Linked DNA regions of Mus musculus: regions 1, 2 and 4 are each linked to region 3. Evidence: chromatin contacts called from public ChIA-PET, HiChIP or PLAC-seq and Micro-C data. All regions are on one chromosome and are shown on one strand. Each heading gives the region's core, a stretch centred on a gene start, on an enhancer-like site or on the middle of the called end of the contact. The rest is flanking DNA. Distances are from core to core; before and after follow the strand shown.

What was found. A called contact is a pair of places that touch in the nucleus more often than the background predicts. ChIA-PET counts read pairs in DNA pulled down with a chosen protein or histone mark. HiChIP or PLAC-seq counts read pairs in DNA pulled down with a chosen protein or histone mark.
Region 1: a contact with region 3 is called in an RNA polymerase II ChIA-PET map of effector CD8 T cells, with 32 read pairs. The contact joins the promoter of Srpk1 here to the promoter of Fkbp5 in region 3. A contact is called at or near these places in 1 of 484 Hi-C or Micro-C datasets (embryonic stem cells), 1 of 115 datasets of contacts at active chromatin or transcription factors (effector CD8 T cells) and 2 of 9 other capture datasets (liver and pancreatic islet).
Region 2: a FOXA1 HiChIP or PLAC-seq map of pancreatic cancer cells shows a contact between it and region 3. The contact joins the promoter of Rpl10a here to the promoter of Fkbp5 in region 3. A contact is called at or near these places in 4 of 39 promoter capture datasets (the 3T3-L1 cell line, cranial neural crest, frontonasal cranial neural crest and 1 more), 1 of 15 datasets of contacts at CTCF or cohesin (the NIH/3T3 cell line), 1 of 484 Hi-C or Micro-C datasets (cerebral cortex), 5 of 115 datasets of contacts at active chromatin or transcription factors (the SCID.adh cell line, bone marrow-derived macrophages, effector CD8 T cells and 2 more) and 1 of 9 other capture datasets (adipose tissue).
Region 4: a contact with region 3 is called in a Micro-C map of embryonic stem cells, with 3 times the contacts expected there. The contact joins the promoter of Tead3 here to the promoter of Fkbp5 in region 3. A contact is called at or near these places in 5 of 39 promoter capture datasets (the 3T3-L1 cell line, cranial neural crest, hematopoietic stem and progenitor cells and 2 more), 2 of 484 Hi-C or Micro-C datasets (both in embryonic stem cells), 3 of 115 datasets of contacts at active chromatin or transcription factors (effector CD8 T cells and embryonic stem cells) and 3 of 9 other capture datasets (adipose tissue, liver and macrophages).

Annotation. Positions count from the first base shown.
Region 1 is chr17:28,620,775-28,624,035 of GRCm38.p6, reverse strand. It overlaps Srpk1 (serine/arginine-rich protein specific kinase 1), which reads left to right and starts at 1,515. Exons shown (of 16, transcript NM_016795.4): 1 at 1,515-1,636; 2 at 1,999-2,059. The coding sequence starts at 1,624.
Region 2 is chr17:28,327,036-28,330,130 of GRCm38.p6, reverse strand. It overlaps Rpl10a (ribosomal protein L10A), which reads right to left and starts at 1,660. Exons shown (of 6, transcript NM_011287.2): 1 at 1,513-1,660; 2 at 1,246-1,320; 3 at 1,084-1,164; 4 at 609-757. The coding sequence starts at 1,517.
Region 3 is chr17:28,484,558-28,487,797 of GRCm38.p6, reverse strand. Fkbp5 (FK506 binding protein 5) reads left to right here and starts at 1,649. Exons shown (of 11, transcript NM_010220.4): 1 at 1,649-1,846.
Region 4 is chr17:28,349,105-28,352,315 of GRCm38.p6, reverse strand. It overlaps Tead3 (TEA domain family member 3), which reads left to right and starts at 1,511. Exons shown (of 13, transcript NM_011566.4): 1 at 1,511-1,707. Tulp1 (tubby like protein 1) reads left to right here. Exons shown (of 15, transcript NM_021478.2): 15 at 314-801. The coding sequence ends at 447.

The sequences.
Region 1 (3,261 bases), core at 266-2,765, 140 kb before region 3:
AGCCAGGACTACACAGAGAAACCCTGTCTCAAAACAAAAACAAAACAAAACAAACCAAAAACCCCCCAAACAGACAAACAAAACAACAAAAAGAAAATCACAAAAAAGATCTAAAGGAGAGTTCTGAAACACATGAAAAGTATACAATTCCAATTGCGAATTTCAGTGCCTACTATAAATCTCCACAGCAGTACCCACAGTCTATGTTTTGGAAGAAATACTGGGGTCTAGAGAGCCTCATGTTCCTCCCCCATCTCTCTCATAAATGCCTGCTGATTCTACTTTACTATAGGAGTTTTGATGCCTGAATCATTGGGTTGGGACAGCAAGATTCTGAGCACACAATCCTTTCCACGTTCTCATCTTTCTGTAATGGGGATAATAACTACCTTGGCCTGAAGTTGACATCAGCATCTAATAAGATCATGCACTTGACAGTATGGAAACACCCGGTAAGTCCTACGATGAAGAGAGTTCTTCAAGGAGAAAACAGAATTCCCATTCACACCCTTCCTTTAAGGCTTTCAACTTGCAGCTAGAAAATTCCCTTTAGAAGTGTTTGCTTTTACTTAAAATAATTGTTTAGCTTACTTATGGGTGAGGGGTTGTTGCATGTGCCATGGGTCCTGTGTGCAAGTCAGAGAGAGACCTGTGGGAATTGGCCCTATTTGGATTTGAATTCAGGTCCTTAAGGCACCTTTACTTGCTGAGCTGTCTTCTGGTCCAGTTCTTTTCTTTTTTTCTTTTTTCTTTTTTGGTTTTTCGAGACAGGGTGTCTCTGTGTAGCCCTGGCTGTCTTGGAACTCACTCTGTAGACCAGGCTGGCCTCGAACTCAGAAATCTGCCTGCCTCTGCTTTCCAAGTGCTGGGATTAAAGGCGTGCACCACCACTGCCCAGCTTCTGATCCAGTTCTTTTTTTTTTTTTTAATATTTTTTTATTACGTATTTTCCTCAGTTACATTTCCAATGCTATCCCAAAAGTCCCCCATACCGCCCCCCCATCCAGTTCTTATTGATTTATTTTGGGTCAGGATCTCATTATATATGCCTTGCTGGCCTGGAACTCATAAAGATACACCTGCTTCTGGAGTGCTGGGATTAAAGGCATGGGCTGCTGGCCCAAGGTTTTATCTTTAGAAGAGGACAGAGGCACACGTTCCCTCCTTCCAGCCTTTGTTCTGTGTGTATCCACATACAATTTAATTTCCCATTTTCTTTAATGTCTTAATTGGCCCTTACAACAGCTCAGACAGGAACTGGGATATGTTTGGGTTAAGCAGTTTTGCAGGCCGGGGAAACTGAGGCAAATCCCGACTGACTGCGGAGCCCTGCCTTTCCTCAGGAGGTAAGAACTTCAAGCCGCGCGCTTTATGGCGGGACACTAAAACCAGCTTCCCATTCAGGATCCCTCGGTCCCTTGCCCTCCACTCTCGTACACCCCGGAGCAGGTGGTAGGCTCTGTGTTCACCACGCAGGCGCGCGACGCCGTGTGGGGCGTGGTCGGGCGGGCCCGGAGGCGGGGCCGGCGCGCGCCGGGAGGAAGAGCTGGGATTTGGGCCGCGGCGGGAGCCCGAGTCGGCGTCACTCGAGTGCGCAGGCGCCTGGCGGTTACCGGTCTCGCCATGGAGCGGAAAGGTGAGCGGCGGAGCGGCCTCCGCCACGAGGAGCCACGGCGGTCCCCGACTGGGCGCCAGGCGCCTCTCTGGCCACTGTCGCGGCCCCCTGAAGCGGCGTCACTCTTGCCTCTCGCCCCTCGGCTGCGGCGTCCTCCGGCGCCCGCCGTCCCCGCCCCTCGCTCCGCAGCCCCCAGGCCGGGGCGGCGAGGCCTCATGGCCGGCCCGAGCCTCTTTGGGCGCGCCGGGCCTGGCAGCCGCTGTGCACCCCGAGCAGCCCGCCCCGCGCTCGGCCCGCAGCCTCAGGCCCGGTCGCCCTGCGTGCTCGCGCCGCTCCCCGCCTCCCACTTACATCGGCCCTTCATCCATCCCTCTCTCCCGCAGTGCTCGCGCTCCAGGCCCGAAAGAAAAGGACCAAGGCCAAGAAGGACAAAGCCCAAAGGAAGTGAGTCTTGTACCCCAACATCCCGCCCTTTGCGTTTCCTCGGGGACCTCCTCCCCCTACCGGGTTGTGCGCTTCGGGCGGTTCCCCCCCAACCCCTCCCCGCCACATGGTTACTGGGCCGCTGTGTGATTCGCCCTCCGGGAATCATGTGGAAGGTAGCTGGGTCTCCAGGCTCGGGTCTGCTGGAAAGACCCGGAGCCTGCCCGGCACCACTCGCCAACTCCATCGAGGAGGCCCAGGTGTGGCCCGGCAGCCGGAGCTGGCAATCATTACCTGCCTGTCTGTGAACTCTGCTCTTCCTTCCGTGCTCCGCAGCGTCTTAACTTGCCTCCTACGTCTGTCCGCACGCTACGCCATCGGGAAATTGTTGAATGAATTTTCCCTGTTTACCCTTGGCCCTGCCAACCACACGCTCGCTTGGGTAGAGGAGGACGGCCGGGAGTCTTCCTCGCGCCTGATTACTCTGCTTCCTAAGTCTGGGAGACTCTGTGGCGTTGCTGTCCACTCGGTGTGCCGGCTAAGTTATGCATTACCGGCGGGCCGTACTATCAGGTCCTCAGAGCAGTAACGTCGGAGTAATGTCCAGAGTCAAATTGCTGGTGCCGGTTGGGTGATTCCGGCTTGGTGGGCCTAGTGCTACACTTGCCCGATTTGATGTGTAATAGTGGTTTAGTGGTGTTGGGGGTGTGTGTGCACAAAAGAGGGCACAGTCTGATAGAAACGCTGGGTGGAGGCTTATTCAAGTGAGCTTAGCTGCTACCATTCCCACCAACGTCTTTGTTTTTTGAGATAGCCTTGGCTGACCTGGAACTCCCTATGTAGACCAGGTTGGCCTTGAATTTATCCTCTTGTTTTTGGCTCTGAGAATCCTGGGATTAAGGGGCATGTGCCACCACTGCAGGCTCACTGCCATTGTGAGCTTAGAAGTTAGCTTTACGAAGGATCTTGTACTAACATTTAGTTGCAGAGGTTCCTCCGGGTGGACTTAGAGAGTTCTCTGCTTAGCACTCTGTTTCAGAGGAACTGTTTTCTGTGTTTTCCCATTTATTTGGTGTTTTGTATTATCAAGCTGGGTCTGCACTGCTCTGCCACACATTAGAAGTCTTCCTAGGTCACCCTGCTGCGCGACTGTACCGGGGTGGAGTGGGTGGTGTTGCTTAGGAGACTCCCTGAAGTTTTTTGGGGGAGGCCGTGCAGTGACT
Region 2 (3,095 bases), core at 411-2,910, 160 kb after region 3:
CCACATGGTGGCTCACAGCCACCTGTAATGGGATCTGAGGCTCTCATCAGCCTGCTCATATACATAAAATAAAATCTTAAGAAAAAAGCTGTCTCATTATCTGTCAAAGGTGGACCAAGGCCAGCTATCTGAGAAGCCTCAAGCAGGCCTGGGAACCATAATGTCACCTGAGAACACAGCTCAGTGACAGGGCACAGTCCTGAGCACTTCTAGAGGATAACCTTAGACCCCAGGCTGGCAACATCAGTAAGACTCAGTATTACTCCAAATCTTAAGACAGATGGAGAAACCTTCTATCTATAAAAGCAGGCATGACAACTGCCTAGCTCACAGTGGATAACTATTCCCAAAATGTATGCGGAGACAGGGGCTACCATGGAGGCTAACACGTGGGAGACACTTGTGACCCCTCCCTCGATAGGTTGTTAACTGAAAAGACTTGAAACCCAAACCAATAGCTGGCTATGAGTCAACTGCACACACTGGCGAGAGGGGAGTATCAGACCAGCCTGTGGGGCATTTTCTAACTGGTTGTGAAGCCCAATGTGTGCTGCCACTCCTGGGCAGGGGGTCATGGGTTGTGTTCAGCCCTAGTGAGCCCCACCTACCCAGCTTCTTGACCAACTTCTTGTTTTTGTTAAGCTTCTTGAGCGCCTCGATGTCCATGTGGGGGATATCCACGGCCTTGGCTTCATCACAGTGCTGCTGGTCCCCCAGAACGCACACCGAGAACTTGGGGCGTGGGGTGGACTTGAGCCTGCGTTTGGGAGGGGAGAAAACAGAACAGGTCATGGTCGGCGCTGGCCATCCCGCTAGATCTGAACGCATGGCAGGGAGCGGCAAGCCTTACCCGGAGCTCTGGGCAACACTAGCCTGGCTTCTCAGGCTAGGCGGCGGGCTCGGCCGAGGCCTCCCCACGCCTCCCCTCTTGTTTTAAGACCCAGGGTGGGGGTCCGTCCAGCCTGCCTGCCTGCAGCAGGGCTCCTGAACTACCCTGGCACGTCAGTGTCCCCGTGCCCGCCTAGGGCGCGGCCAGGCCACACGGGAACACTGAGGGCTGGGTGGGGTTAGAGCGGTGCCAACCTGACGGTGCCCGAGAAACGTTTGTCCTTCTGAGGGTCGTAGTTCTTCAGGCTGATCTGCAGCTCCACCGTCTCCAGAAACCTGAGCGAGAGGGGAGCTGTGAGCCAGGGTCGCCATGGCCGGGGATGCTCGCCCTGCCCCGGGAGGGAGGCCCGCGCTCACTTGCGGCGCTTGCGCTGGTTCCCGTGCAGGACTTCCCGCACCGCCTCGTACAGGGTGTCGCGTGAGACTTTGCTGCTGTTGGGGAGAAGCGAAGGCGTTCGGGGCCGGCCATGCTGCACCCCGGGCCCGATGACAGGCCCACGGCACGCTGGGGAAAGGCTCGCGACGCGGGGCAGTCGCCGGGAGAGCCTCCGAGACGGGCCGCGGGGCGTCCGCGGGCGTGTGGGTGCACGGATGGCGGCGGATAGCGCCACGATAACAACTTACCTCATGGCTGCGGCTGCCGCGGAAACCGGAAAGAAGGCAGAGCGCTTTGCGCATGCGCTCAAATAGAGCCCGCGTTCTCGCGAGAGTTGCCCGTTACGGGCACGTTCCGCGCTCAGCCAAGCCGGAGAGGCGCTGCAGTTTGCGGCCGCTGGGGGGGCGCCACCACGCGGCTGCACCGTGAGAACCGCTCTAGGAGCAGCAGGCAGTCCTGCATTGGGACAAGGGCTGAAGCCGGGCCCTGGGATTGGATTTCTCCCTGCTTTCTATCTTCTGCCTGCCCCATGACTTCCAGTCCCCGGCAGAACCGGTCTCCGTCATCGCCTAATTTGGTGATGAGCCCCGCAGAGCCACTGGGCAGCCGCCCCCTCTAGCCGTGCATTGTGCAATGGTCCGGCCACCGCATGTGGGCAGAGGCATGGATGACAGGAATAGCTTGAGGAAATGACCCTTGCTGAGATCTGCAGAACGGGAAAGCGCCTTGTGACTAGATTAGGATCAGATGTGCCTGGCTTAAGCCTAAGCCTCCACCTGGGAGGAGGCGCCCACCAGTCTATCCTGGCCATCTGTATAAACCGCCCCTGATTCAGCCTCCGGGCAAGGTGGACTTTGGACAAATGCCCCTGTCCTGTCTCAATTAGTTGGCATTTCAAACAAAGTCGTTCTTGTTACTTGACCCCGGTCTTCGCAGTTAATAGAGAGGCGCCGGGTCAAGGAGCGTTTGCAGGGAGCCTCCAGATCTGGAGTGACTCATTTGGAGGCATGTCACCCTCTCTGGGAACAAATCACAGATGTAGCCAGCACCCACCATTTCCAGGGAGCAGACCTACGAATAGCTCATCTCGCCTGAGCACACACACAGCAAACAGCAGGCAGGATGAAGCAGGTTCCCACAGGGTCAGAGCAGAGCAGGCAGGTTGAAGCTGCAAGTGCCATCCACACTCTAAAGGCCATCAACATGGTGAGCGGCTGACGTCTGTCTCTTAGACATTGTTCCCCTTGCTTCTGTAGTCAGATTCAGCTTGTTCTCAAAAGCCAGACCTTCTCACTGGACTGACCTCCTTGCCTCCCTGGAACAGGGACTCAGAAGCACCCAGAAACCTCAGTTCCCCACCCACTGCAGGGCTAAGGTAGGAGGATGCTGTCATGAACTTTCTCAGGCTAATTCAGTCACATCAGTTTGGCAAATTTTTGTTTCTTGGCATAGCCCCGACTCTCTTGGAATTCGCTCTGTAAACCAGGCTGGCCTTGAAATTAGAGATCTGCCTGCCTCGATCTCCTGAGTTCCAGGATTAAAGGTGTGTGCCACCGTGCCCAGCTGTGTGCTAAATATTTTTTGAGTGAGGTGCTGTGGAAATACAGATGTCACACAGGTCTGCAGCAGGCACCCTGTGTCTTTTCAGCCCATGGTGGGTTAGACATCCCTCAGATCCCAGTCCAAACCTTTGCTGCAGCTGAAGACAGAGTTCAGAGTTCTAGCAGGCCTAAGACTCCGGCTCAGCATGAAAACAAAAGTTATGGGTCCCAAGCCCACCCTTGCCCTCAGTGTAGTCCTTGACACTCATCAGGCAGCTCTGACAGACCTG
Region 3 (3,240 bases), core at 400-2,899:
GTGCCTTCTCACCTCCATGTTCTCTCCCCCACACATACCTCGTGCTTTCAGTAAGCAAAGTAGATGCTTAACCAACTGGCATTAGCGAACAGAACAGTTGCCACCCACAGCGTGTTGTTGAATTCATGCGGCCACTCCCTGGAGGCTGGTTAAGGGAGGTTTCCAATCACTGAGGAAAGACAAGCGACTGAGAAGGACCCCTATCCAAGAGGAGTGGGTGGGTGGGGTATCTTTTATATCAGTTTTATCTTTTCTGTAGAGGTCTTTGAGGATAGGGAAGGAATGACCATACCACCATGTGGGTGATAGACATTGATATATATCATATGTGTTATATGGACATTGATATATATCACCATACAAGGTGACATGTATCTTCATAAGTTCTAAAGTGAGACAAGACAAAAGAAACCAAAACTAGGGGCTGGAGAGAAGGCTCAGCGGGTAAGAGCACTGACTGCTTTTCCAGAGGTCCTGAGTTCAAATCCCAGCAAACACATGGTGGCTCACAACCATCTGTAATGAGATCTGATGCCCTCTTCTGGTGTGTCTGAAGATAGCTACAGTGTACTTAGATATAATAATAAATAAATAAATCTTAAAAAACAAAACAAAAAACCAAAACTAAAATAAAAGCAGACATGGAACCAGGAAACATGGAATTTTCCTGTGGCTACAAAATATTCCATAGGTAATTGGGACTTTTATAGTTTCTCCTCCCCTCAAAAAACAAACAAACAAACAAACAAACCAACCAACCAACCGGGGGTCTGGAGAGATTCCCTAGCTGTTATGAGCAGTTGCTCTCACTGGTTGTTCTCCCAGAGGCTGGGAGAGCACAGGATGCTTCCAACTCCAGTGACAGGGGATTCGATGCCCTCTTCTGACCTCTGTTGGGTACTGCACTCACATAGTAAACACACACACACACACACACACACACACACACACACACACACACACACCCAGCAGGCGAAACACTCATCATAAACGTTCTTCTAAGAATCTTCTTAAAAACCGAACAGTTAGAGTTCAAGTCCCCAGGTGCAGCTCCTGAGCGTCTATAGGAGTCACCCAGACGTGGCGAGGGGGTGCCATCTCGAAGCTGACCTAGCTCAACAGCCATCCTTTGGGTTCCTTTTTGACCTCATCACCTGGGCTGCTTGCTGTGTTGGAGAGGCAGAAACCTCAAGGGAAAGCGACATCTTCACGCCCACTGGGTGTCCAGAGAGAGAGGTGCTAGGTGCTACATCGCATTTTCCCAGTCTCTAAGGAGCATCTTCAAGTTCAGGAGGTTATTTTCCGGGGTCAGCATGGCCCGACCTCTGCAGCTCGTGAAGGGCAGGCTGGGTGGACAGACAGGCAAGGCAGACGCTTGTCTGGTCAGTATTTAGTCTGGAGGCAGTGGACGACGAGGCGAGGTGTCAGTCAGCTTCCTCCATCCCTCTTCTCCGGCCCCCACAAAGGGCAAGGGCCAGACACGTGGGCAGCGGTGAAGAGGCGGAGATGCAAACGAACGGGGCGGAGCCTCATTTGCATAGGCAGTGCACGGCCACCAATCGGGACGGGCGGAGCGACAGCCCGCGCGCCTTTTGGGGGCGGATTGGCAGCCCCGTGGCCCTATGGGAGGTGGGTCCTGCGGCCGGCGGGGGCGGGACGACGGCGGGCGCTGCCCGGCGCACTAGCCGGCTTGCGGGCGCTGCCAGTCTCCGGCGGCGGTGTCCGGCGCGCGGCTGAGCGACCGAGCGTGCGGACGGAGCGGCGGCCTGCTGGGCGGGCTGAGCGGCGCGCGCGGCGGCGGAGAGACGCGGAGCGAGGGACGCGGCGGCGGCGGACGCGGCGACAGGTACGGGCGCCATGGCCGCGGGAATGGGGCGCGCGCACGCGGCGGACCCCGGAGCCAGCCCCGTGCTCGCGGTCCCGCTTCTGCCGCCCCTCGCGCGGCTTCCCCGGGATGGCGTGGACGGGACGCGCGGGAGGCCTGGGCCCCGCGTGGGAGGTGGAGCGGCCGGCGCTCTTCTCCAGCGTCTCCCTCAGCGCGGCGGCGGCGGCTCGCTCGCCCGCGCGCGGCTTTTGTTTCCCGCGCAGCCCACAGGTCCGGGGAGCCCCGTGTCGCTCCGCCACGCCGCCCTCCGGACGCGGAGGAAACTTGGCCTTCCGGAGCCCTGCAAGCCCCGCGGATAACGGAGTGCTCCGCCGCGTCCGCGGGGCCGCGCGATGGGCGTGCCGGCCGGGCACCGCCCTCACCTGCCGCTCCCGAGCCGGCTCGCACCGGGCAGGCAGGTGACCGGAGGGTCTCGGAGGTACTGAGGAGGAAGGGCTAATTAAAAGTTGTCTCGGAGGTGGCTGAGCGGGTACAGCCGCTTGCAGCCAAGCGTGACGACCTGGGTTCGATCCCGGGAACCGACATGGTAGTAGGGGAACCGACTCCAACCGCGAGTTGTCCTCTGACCTCCCTGTGTACACAGCACAAACACCACTGGCTCCGATACACATTCTCATCTCTCACCCCCGCTCTCAATAATACTAAGGAAATAAAAGTTATTTTAGGAATCTTCATTCCCTTCGCCCCAGCGGCATCACCACTCCTGTTCCGGCCATAGTCCTTGACTCCAAACCCAGCATTTTGTGTGTGTGTGTGGGATGAATCTAAGGGAGCACGTTGCATTATGACCATCTTCCTCCTCCTCATCTTCGTCTGTGGATGAGCCAGGTGGAGCGCTTGCGCCTCATTTTTTAAATAATTGGTGTCTGCAGCCATGGCGAAAGCGTTGGAAGGTACAGATCGTAAGCAGAGCGTGCAGAACTTGGGACAGCCCTCGGCGGGGCTCGGGACAGGGTGTACAGCGCTTGGCCGCCATTCAGTAAATTCTGCATGCGGCAGTTGGGAGCTGGTGGTTTGGGGATTTTTTTTTTTTTTTTTTTCCCTTCTTCTTCTTTCAGGAGTGTGTTTTCCAGCGGACCAGGGCGTTGAATAGGCACTTTCTTTGCTTCCTTTAGGGGAAGGAGAGAGTGTTTATTTCTATTGTCATCCCATTTTCTTAGGGCTGTGGACAAGGGAAAAGTTAAGGTGTGTTTGGGTTAAGCATTTTGTCTTTTCCTCCCCACTTCTTGCTGTTAGCTTTATATGTTGTTAAAAATTATAGCTTTTCCTCTTGGTGTCTGAATCAATTCAAGAAATGACTTGGAAAAAAATCTTACTTAACCGTTTTCTGTTACTCTCCCAGCTGATCCTCATTT
Region 4 (3,211 bases), core at 262-2,761, 140 kb after region 3:
TGGGCAAGTTTGACAGGGTCCCTCCCTGTACTGCTAGATTACAGGTTTACTGTAGCCCCAGGTGGTGGATGATAAGGCAGGGCCCCTGCCCTGCGGACTCCGTGTGACAGACCCCGCAGGGCCCCTGCCCTGCGGACTCCGTGTGACAGACCCTGTAGCGGCTGGGTTGGGCTGATTGGATGACCCAGAACGGGGAAGGTGGCCTGAAGCTGCATGGGGGCTATGACTCCACATCAAGGAGCAAGACCTCGTTTTGTTGAGGGGTTGCCTGTCGAGATGGGGTCCAAGGTCACCCCACGGTCTGTCTTCACAGCTGACTATATAGTGCTGCAGTTCGGCCGCGTGGCTGAGGACGCCTTCACCCTAGACTACCGGTACCCGCTGTGTGCTCTGCAGGCCTTCGCCATCGCCCTCTCCAGCTTCGACGGGAAGCTGGCCTGCGAGTGACCCCCCACAGCTCCTCAGCGCTGGGAAAGCATTCGGTTGGGGGTGGCAAGGTCCCTCCCCCACAGCTCCCATGGAAGGGCTCACCCCTCTCCGTGACCTCCGGGCATTTCCCCCCTCCACTCCCCCAGCCTGGCACCGGCTGAGGCAGAGGGGATGGAGATGAACATCTGGTCGCCCAAAAGTACTTGCCTCGCCCCCTCCTCCCCAGTCACTTCCTGTCAGAGAGCCGGAGTCAGATGTTCGAGGCCCCTCCGACCCCGCGCTGGGGGGTTTGTAGGGGGTGGGGAGGGGACGATGGTGAAGCAGAGCCAGGGACCCACATCCCCAATAAAGTCACGTCCGAGGCTGAACGCATCGGTAGTTTCTGGATTCATGTGTGTAAACTCAGGTGCCTGCGTTGGCCCCGCGCTCCCGCGTCCCCTTCTGTTCTATGGAACCTCGTCAAGCGCACAGGGTCCGGGCCCCCGACTCTCCGCCAGTAGGGAGGAGAGGGAGGGCCCTAGAGGTAGAGGAAGAGGGAGAAAGGGAGAAATTCGAGAAACAAGCCACTCGGGGAGAACCAGACAAACCGGGTCCGGGCAGGGCGGAGCCAAGTCTGAGGCCCCGGAGTGGGGGGCGGGCTCTGGGCGGGAGGGGAGCTGCAGAGGCCTGGGCTGCCCGGGACCCGAGTAGAAGGGTGGGGAGCCCGAGACCCCGTGCGCGCTCGGGTCATTTGGATGCGGAGGACGCGGCTCCCCAGGACCCTAAACACCTCCAAGGAGTTCAGCCTAGGGGGCAGAGCTCTCCTCTTGGCTCCGCCCCAGACCTGATCCCTCTAGATTCAGCGGAGTACCCACAAGGGGGTTGTGTAGGGGAGGTGGGAACTCTGAGACGACGAGCGAGGAATGGGGTGCGCGGGAGTGTGAATCCACAGCTACGGGCGTTCTTGGGACTGGGTGGTTAGAGAGACAGCAGGCCCCGGCCCGCCTTAGATCACTCCCCCCAAATAGCACCGCCCACCCGTGGGCCCGCCCGCCGTTGGCCCCGCCTACCGGTCCCGCCCCTCCCGCCCGCAGCCCCCACCCCCCGCCCGGCTCCCTCAACACAAACTTTCCGTCCCGCTCGCTCCCTCCTCCGCGCCCAGCACCTCCCGCTCCGGCCGGGCTCATTCCGTACATTCCGGCCATCCCCCTGCCCACGACCCCCCTTCCCGGCCCCCCTCACTACTCCCTCGGGCCCGGCGGAGCGGCCCGGCGGAGCGCCCCCCGGAGCTCGGAGCAGGTAAGCCCGGGGAATGCAACTCGGAGGCCTCGCGCGCAGAGGTGACTGCTCTGCTCGGGTGGCTTCTGGATGGCGGGGACCCGGGACACTCTAGGGGTTCTGAGCTATTGTCCAGCCCGCGCCGGAGCCCAGGACCTGGGTGCCGGGAACTTTGGAGGGAAGGGGGGAGACGCTCTCCGGGAAGCCCCGCCCACCCACCCCACCCCCCCGCGACCCGGAGGCTGGGAAGCCCGGAGTGTCCCGGGTGCCCGGGCCTGGCCCCGCCGTGTGCCGGGGTGTGCGCCCAGAGCCGCGGGCTTGGAAGGCCTGCGCCGGGACTCGTATCCGGGGCGCCCTTTGGACTCCCGAGAGCCCGCGAGCCCCGGGCTCCACGCAGGCCTTAGCCAGGGCGCGCCGGTGTGCGCGCTGCTCGCGGCTGCGCTGGGACCCGGCCCGGGTGTCTGGAAGCCACAGTGTGAGCCCGGAGCGTGTGCGCACCCAAAGGCGTGGGGGGACGCCTGTCCCCTACAGTTCTGCCGCCCGCCTCGGGGCGAGTCCCAGCTCCTTGCTCCAGGAGCCTCGCTCGGGACGCGGCTGGATTTGGGGCCTTCCCCGCACTTCTCCGGAGAACTTGTTAAGGCAATTGTGGGCGACAGGGCTTCCCTTCCCACTCGGGTCCTCTCCATTGTCTGTCACGTCTTTATTCCTGCCTGGGAAGGGAGGCTGGAGCGCTGATGTGGGTCTGTTTTCTAGCCCCAGCAGGCCTTCGGGGCAGTGTCACTTTAGCCCCTACTCTACCCGCCCCCCCCCCCCCCCCCAACAGGGGCCCTGATTGAGGGCTTAGTTTTTTAAAGAGCAAGAGGGAACGAACGAAGCCTAGGGCCGGGCTTCTCAGGGCCTGTGTCCCTCTCTCTGTATCTCGAGCTCTCTCCAGGTAGGGGCAGAACCAAGTCAGGCCTGGACTTGTAGCCTAGCCCGGAGGATGGCGGTGGGGGCTGGACACAGCTTTGAGGGACTGGTGTCCATGGTGGCTCCGTGTATTTGAACTCTCGTAGCCTGGATCTGTACACACAGGGTTTTGCCTCAGTGCTGGGGTCTGGGACACCCCTACACTCACAACCAGCTGCGGGCTGCTGCCAGGAGGGAAAGCAGCTATTAGTTGAAGGTGTAAGGACTATGCCTCTGCCCTTCCTAGTCCCCAGACCTCCTTCTCCTGACACTTGTTAAAGCAGTTGAGGGCATCCGGTCTTCCCTTCCCACTCTGGTCTTCCCCGTTGTCTGACAAGCCTTTTCTTCCTTCATGGGAAGGGTGAGGGTCTGTCTACTTATCCCTTGGGCCAAGAGTGGACAGGAGACTGAATTACCCCCCTCCTCAGGGAGGGGCTGGAAGCCAGGCCTTCCCCACCTCCAGGGAGGGAACTGTAATTAATGCTAATTAGCACTTTGGGGAACAGAATGGCCAGTGGTTGGCAGGAAATCTTTTGAGTGCACACACACACACACACACACAGGTGTGTGTCTATCC